Regions from separate parts of the Danio rerio genome. Here region 1 is linked to region 2. The links are chromatin contacts, called in public Micro-C maps. All regions are on one chromosome and are shown on one strand. The core of a region is the stretch at or near the end of the contact, and the rest is flanking DNA. Distances in the headings are between cores, read along the strand shown.

Region 1 (3,862 bases), core at 307-2,806, 340 kb before region 2:
TTATGCTGTTAATTTGAGTTACATTCAAAATCGGTAGCATAACTATACATTGGCAATGAGGGTGCTCTCTCGCTTCATTTTGTTATCCACGTTAGGCGCCCTTGAAAGGGACAAAGGGGGACATTTGAAGGATGTTTAGACTCAAGTTGCTCACATTTTTTTAAATCACGGACAAATTCGCAGTTTGTTGAAATCATGACATTTAAACATGATGGGAACATAAAAAGAGCAAGTAATTATAAACAGATTCCATACGACTGGGGTTCCCTTTAAAACGCAGATATATGTTCGTAAATCAGCGAATAGAAGCAAAATTGCAGGCAGTTTCTTTTGTAATATGTATTTCTGAGGCTACAATCTATCTCTTGAGATTTCAGTTGGTGGCTAGACTTCGAACAATCGTCGCTCATGTAAGTTGTTTGTCTACGGGGAAAGCAACCTATTTAGAGCCAAAATGGCGAACATGAGGTCAGGTGTTTATTGGCCAATCAGCGCGCGCAAAACGGACGTGCCCCACGTGGGATCTAATATCTGATTGGTCGGATGCGTTGAAGTCCTGTTCGAGATTTGATTGGTCGTGTTCGGTTGTTCTCGCGGTAGTTGAGCCCGCGTGTCAGTGGGCAGTCTGTGTGTGGTACTGCGAGTGTTGGAGAAACTAGGCAAAGCGACTGCGAGCGGCTGGCTCGTACGAGGCAAACTTTTCGCCATCAAACCATTTTTAAACAAGCAATCAAATAGGGATTGGGAGAATTTATCAACACCCTGAGAACTGTGTTCAAGCAAGTCTTAACAGAGGAAAACAATCTCGAAGCGATTGTTAGGCGCTGCTTTTTTCTTCTAGGGTTGGGATTGATTCCCAACCAGCGCCTAATACTGATCGTATAAGGTCACGAGTGGAGGACTTCGACGTTTCCTCGGTGCAAGGAATTATTGCTGCATTTACCTTCGCGGAAAGGGATTTTATGGAGACTGAAGGTAACGCGGAAGATAACTTTCACAACAATCCACTCGTAATTTAGTCAGTCGATTTAGCAATTAAGCACTCTTCATGCTTTGTTCCTGTTTTGTAGTTTACAAAGCTGCTGCCGTGAATATTTATCCCAGACCAAGCTAAAGAAAGAGTCTGTTTGACCCATTTATCCAGGAATTGATTGGGTTTCTATTGCTGTATTTCTGACATTGTTCTGTAATCTTGTCTGGTTACATTCAAGCAAACAGCAGTCAGGTAATCTTGTTATTGCGAGAAGACTCATAAGCAGCTTGTTAGTCGCAGCTCGCAGAGCAGATGACAAGCAGCAAATGTGTGTTTGCCTCGCTCGACACAACTATTCTGTGTTTACAGCACACGCGCAGCTGAACGCTTGACTCTTATTGGAGATAATGAACCAACGCGCTGTGTTTTTGTCTTGCTCCTCGCCTGTGTGAAGGATAAAGGGGTTAAACCGGGGATCAGGAGCGGGAGAAGCGCGTGCATCGGGTGGACGGACCGGGCTTTGTGTGTCCGCGAGTGCTGGGAGGGGTGACGGACGGGCTCTCTCTCATCTACTCGGATTACTGAAGAGCGCCACATCCCCTGGATCTTCTCCTCGGAAGGGATACATTCAAGATGTATCCGCAGGGCCGGCATCCGGTGAGTATCATAAATTATGATATTGATGCTTTGTGTCCTCGACAGACGCGCTCCTCGAGCGCTGGGCTCGCGCACTATTGTGCCGCGCGGTGTGCCCTTTATTTCTGCTCAAACTAAACGAGGCGGAACTTGCTTCTATCGTTGGTTTTCATGTGAGTTTAAAGTGGAAATGTGTACGGGAAAGAACTGAGGAGGAGAATCAGCTGCTAGTTTGCTTTTATTATTATTATTTCTTCCTCCGGGGCTGTTTAGACGCAGTGACCCGTCTGTGTCACGCCGACCGCTGCTCAGTGTGTGAGGCTTTTCCCACCAGAGTCTCAAAACCACCGGCAGGCCGAGCTCGAGGGAGCGCCTGGGCACTTCTGACAAACCGCAGTTCAGCTCCGATGAAATATCATTTCCCTGAAAATCAGGAAGCATGAAATGTGTTATTGACACCCGTGACTTGTTCAGACACTCAGCGAAAGTAAAACCTGAGACCCACGGACTGCTCTGAAAGGAGTAATGGAGAAGGTCGTTGGTTGTTTTGGTTATGGTGGTAGGAAGTCAAAGCTATAGTGACATTCCGAAAACACGGAATGTTGGTGTAATGGCATATTGCATCAGTGGCTAGGCTGTATTAATAATGCTTTTTCTTTGCAGCAGTTCACATAAATGATTGATATTATTTTTCAGGCACCTCACCAGCCTGGCCAGCCGGGCTTCAAATTCACTGTAGCAGAATCTTGTGACAGAATCAAAGACGAGTTTCAGTTCCTTCAAGCTCAGTACCACAGGTAAATATCTCTGCTCGCTGAGCTGTATGCGTGTCATGTGTTTATCAGAATAGGGTTTGTGTAAATTAACCTCGAGTTCATAGGAACTACAAGTATAGTGCCTTCATTTCACTATATGAAAAGTGCTTTAATGTTTGGGGTTTCATGGAAATCCGTGTAAAATCAGCAGTAGTTTGTGATGTGAGCCAATACGTTGCATGTGATCTGTGGCTTTGGCATTCACTAAGAAGTCATTCTGGATCTTTCTCTCTCTTAACAGTCTTAAAGTGGAGTACGACAAACTGGCCAATGAGAAGACTGAGATGCAGAGGCATTATGTTATGGTAAGAGCTTGTTTTTTTTTTTTTTTTTTTTTTTTTTAATCTGCTGATCTTTTGTTCCTTGAAAACATCAATAGGGCCACCAGCCAGCTATCTGAGCTAATGTTTAGTGTCCACTACCCCTATTTATTGTGTTGGTGTTTGCATTGATTGCACTAAAGGATCAGTGTTGGGGAGTGTGGGTGTTTTTATTTGTTGTAAAATGCCTGGAGGGTGTTTTGGGCAAGGTGTTGCTGCTTGTTCCGTTCGCTTTGACCTAAGGGGCTGAGTGTCTAAGTGAAAGAAAAGGTAGCCAAATTCAGTTTGATAATCAAGTTTAGCATTTCAAGAGTGCTCTCTGACTAAATTTGTTCAATACAAGAAAATAAATAAGAATACGAAATGTAATGTCGTTCAGTAAATGTAAACAAGAATATTCATTGGGCTGTTTGTGATCTCTGCTAACCAATAAAATAAAACAACACTCTTGCACATGTACAGTTGTTTTTGTCTTGCATTACCTAGAGACATGACCTAACTGAAATGTTATCAACCTTCAGGATGATTGCAGCCTCACTCAATATTGACCTTTGTGCGCAATTCAAGAATTGCACTAATATTAGTTTGTCTCTTATTAGAAGTGCAGTGAGTGGAAATTGAATTCCGCCAGGATATGATGTAATAGTGCACAGGTTGAACAGTGTTAACTGAGCTCTACTCTCTCTTATCTTATTTGAACGTGTAGTAGATATTGACTCAACATGCCCGCACCTCTGTTAAATATTATTTTTCGGAGGAATGCTGAGTGGTAAAAGGCCACTACCAGATAAACTAAATAAAATACACAGACGTGCTCTAAGAAAAAAAAATGTTTGCAATCTGGCTGTTTGAATGAACTTAGTCTGATCAGTAATTTTGAGTTTAAAGTAAAGCTGTTATCTGCTGCTGACCGATAACTATGAGGGAACTTTTCACTAGGAACGTTTTTATACACTGTTAAACAAAAAAAAATTAAGGTAACTCCATAACCATTTGAGTAAACCGTTTGCAACAATCTATTTAAGTTCAAAAGCTAATCCTAATGAGCACTGTGAACTTACTCTATTTGAGTAAATGAAGCCATTTGAGCACAGTTAAAACCCAATAAATGAACTCAA
Region 2 (3,772 bases), core at 721-3,220:
TTGAAGAGGCTGAATGTCAAGGCTGACGACTGAACACGTCACGAACTGATCTTTTTTAATCAATGCAACTGTCCAGTTAAAATAAGCACACATTTCTCCAAATAGCTTTTTAACGCAACTATCTAAAGCTTCTCGGCGAGTGTCACATGATATCCGCGATCCCCATGGACATTTCTCAAACCAGTGAAGTCTACCCCGCAAAAACTAGTTTCTTGAACGTTCATTTCTGACTCGCATGACCAAACATGTTCGTGCACGTTTGCTAATCTTCTACGCTTTGTCCTGGTGACGTTCCTCGCCTTTCACGCACGAAAGTTAGCCGTCGGTGGTGTGAAAAGGAGTGCGTGTGTGCCACAAAGCGTGCGAATGCGATTTGGCTCTGCGCACATCGTGCACGCACTCTGCAATGCAATCCACACACACACACACTGACACACACAGTTGATGCAGTACTGCTAGCAAGGGCGTTCAGACAACGAGTGAGACACACCCAGAGGAAAAATGGTCTCAACTAATGCGCAAGTACAATCAAAAGGGCTTGAGAGCAGCCCGCTTGCGCGGGTTGGAGTCAGTGGCCAGATCGAGAGAAGAAGATTTTTTTTTCTGTTGTCTTCAAGGGCAAAATGTCCTGGTGTGAAGTGATTTCGAAATAACGTTGTAAAACGACAAATTCGCCAGTGAAATGCGCTCTCTCAACAAACAACCCAGCCGGTGCACTTGTGAAAACAATCATGCGCCAAGCAGTTGCTCTACAGTTGTTTCTAAGGGGTAGCGGAGCGACACACAGACATGACATCAAATATAGGTAAAGTCTGCTGCTTTTTGTTCGTTTTAAAAGTCAATAAATGGTATTATAATTATTTGAATGTGTTGTATTTTGCGAATTAAGATGGCGCCGGGAACAGTCAGGTGACCTTGTTTTTTTCCCCCTCAATACCAACAATAGTCAAAGCGAGAAGCGGAAGTGAATGCTCCCCCTGAAATACGATTGGCCGGTTTGAACTGTAGGAAAAAGCGTGGGCTCGTGGTTGGAGTGTGCGATGTGGCAGTCAAGTGCATGTGACAAACTTGTTTTTAATAAGACTGGTAACTTATGGGCTCTGCCGTATAGCTGGGCTCGGATGTAATAATTAAACTACGTCGATTCATGTCATATCACCACTTACAGCGTTAGAGATGTCGGGATGTTACAATCTGTACGTCTCATACTGTTATGCAACAGTCACTTTGTTCGCTTTCACTAATTATGATCCATATGTTAAAACCATCATGTTGTTTACATATCAGCATTTATCTAAGCGGGGACAAAAACGGCCACTGCTTCAATCACACTCATGCTTACACGCAGTGTCGTACTTTGTGTTCACTGTAAACTAGAATATAAGTATTGAAGATTTTAGCGCAGATAGTGTCAGTGGTCGCCACCGTGCATTCCCTCCAAAAGGGGGAGGGGTCGTGTTTTCCTGACGGTCTACCATCCATCAGTCCAAAGTGACTGACTGCACTTACCTGATAGGAAATTATATGCTTCAAAACAGAAAGCAGCACTCTGACTAAATATTTATGTTTACCACCCTCGTTCACACGATCCTTGCGGGCTTCATTGCGTTTAATTTTATTAATTTCAAAGCGCCTTGGTAGACAAATAACTCGTTTATCTTCAACTTAGCGTACATAACCCCACTCAAAACTAAAGCAACTACCATAACCTCTATTTAGTATCTGGCGCCTTCGCCAGTTCGGTTGATTTTATCGCATAGATGTCACCCTAAAACAGATTCGCAGGATCAACCTAACTGTTCCTGTAACCCCACCCAGTTTGTAATCGGCCGCTGATTGGCCGTCAGCTCAGTTGTGAGTGTTTTCACATTCCGTTGCGCGTTTCTAATTGGTCGCTGGTGACGACAATCCCACACCCAACTCCCACCTTCTGAGGCATCATGTTTGTGAGACTCGCAATAGCTAGTTTGTTAAGAGGCTATAGCTGAATGTGCAGCAAAGACTCCAAGTCTAACTGCGCTCTTTGGTTTAAATCACTCATTTAGAGTTCACAGAGATGGATATGAAAAAGAGAATTCACCTGGAGTTGCGGAACCGGACGCCGTCAGACGTAAGCATCTTTATTAATTGCTGAGTGATATGATTTTATTAAAACTGTTGGTTAGAGTAGTTCTGCGTGGATGGACAACACTAGATGTGCACGCGTCAAGTTGATGTCTTGAATGAAAAGTTTGCGGCGACTTTGTTGCGAGCCTAGAGCCTTGGATGTTGTTATCTCAGTCTACCTTCACGCGGCCCATAAGTTTACCAGTTTTCCCGACGAATTTCCCCAACTTTCGCGAGACCTTTTGGTGATGCTGTGGTCTGAGACTGCAAGAGCTGCATGCATTCAGTGTATAAACAAGGGAAGCGGCGTGAGAAGCCATATTTGTAACTTTGTAGCCCCTGAACGCGCCCTTTTCCTTTGCATCCTCAGTGCTGCAAAAGTCGCCCGCCGTCAGTTCATGCCTCTCTCACACTTTCGCACATCCATTTTCAATTCAACATTCATACTTGCCAGTCACAGTGGTCGTTGGCCAGTTCGGTAACTTGTTGTGGGACGCATTTTGTGGATTGCTGTGCAGACGATTTGACAGATAGCTCGCGATAACCCGATCGGTCAACTAAATTTGGTGGCATCTCTCCAGCAAACGGCTTTTATTGACGGATTTGAGCCGGAATGGAAAACATTTTCGTTTCTCAATCAAAGAAAGTTGTGTAAATACTTAGGCGGGATCTTTCCGTGGGCTTTCGGCACGTTGCTAATCATCGCGTATTTGGTTTGGTTATGACTGTAAAAACATATGAACACATTTGTTGTTGGCTATAGAAAGAATCGTGTCAGAGTGTATCTTGTTGCGTAAAGGTTCCCAAGCCTATTTAAAACTGCATATGTCGACGACATTGCCAGAATGCAAAACCCAAATCGGTATTCCCTCTTTCACTTGTGTCCTCCGTGTTTATCTTACGATATCTGAAGTGTAACCACGTTCTCTGATGAATTCAGAGCAACAATAATCAGGGACCCCGTCATTGCCCCATTACGCATACCCCAATACGCTGTAATAGAACTCGTAATTAAAATGTCATAACCGTGTTCTGGCCACTTCTGTGCGTCTCCACTGGCTGGATAAAGAGATTTTTAGCCGTGTGGCTCGGCTTGTTATTGACAGACTGGGCGCTTATGTGAGCGCTACGCAACTTGAAGCTGCGCTGCTCTAGTTGCAAGATCTAGGACAAGCCGCCATTTTAACCAGCAACAAAGACGCACGATATTTAATCGAGCAGAGAATCGTCGCCGCCTTCGTCTCCGTGCTTTGAACCGAGCAGAGGCGCTGAATACCGAGAGCCGAGCCCGTTTAAAGCCGGGACATTTAATTTTTATTCCGTGAAAGTCAATACCTTTCGCTTAAAGAGCGAGTCCGTTGCATTATCATGCGCCTCTCTGCCCCTCCTACTCGTGAATTCTTGGGTCCGTCCTCGTGTCTTCGCTCTTCCAAGACAATGTAATGCATTTGTGTAACACCCAGGCTATCGTTTACGCGTCTTCGCTTTGCTGTTCCAGCACGCACTATAGTAAAATGTTCTCCCAATGAGAAAACAATGTACGCCGCTTGTTGCGGAGTCAGCCATTTTGTTGGATGGAGAGTCAAATGTGAGGTTTTGTCAAAGCACCCAAACACGCACCCCTATCTGTTACTGTAGACCGCATGCTGAAGTAAACTTAACAACT

The links. A called contact is a pair of places that touch in the nucleus more often than the background predicts.
Region 1: a Micro-C map of caudal fin shows a contact between it and region 2, with 4 times the contacts expected there. The contact joins the promoter of tle3b here to the promoter of anp32a in region 2. A contact is called at or near these places in 2 of 18 Hi-C or Micro-C datasets (caudal fin and an unstated tissue) and 1 of 4 datasets of contacts at active chromatin or transcription factors (embryo).

The regions. Positions count from the first base shown.
Region 1 is chr7:33,738,123-33,741,984 of GRCz12tu, reverse strand. It overlaps tle3b (TLE family member 3, transcriptional corepressor b), which reads left to right and starts at 1,556. Exons shown (of 20, transcript NM_131780.1): 1 at 1,556-1,630; 2 at 2,306-2,406; 3 at 2,666-2,729. The coding sequence starts at 1,607.
Region 2 is chr7:33,400,580-33,404,351 of GRCz12tu, reverse strand. anp32a (acidic (leucine-rich) nuclear phosphoprotein 32 family, member A) reads left to right here and starts at 1,970. Exons shown (of 7, transcript NM_199986.1): 1 at 1,970-2,110. The coding sequence starts at 2,057.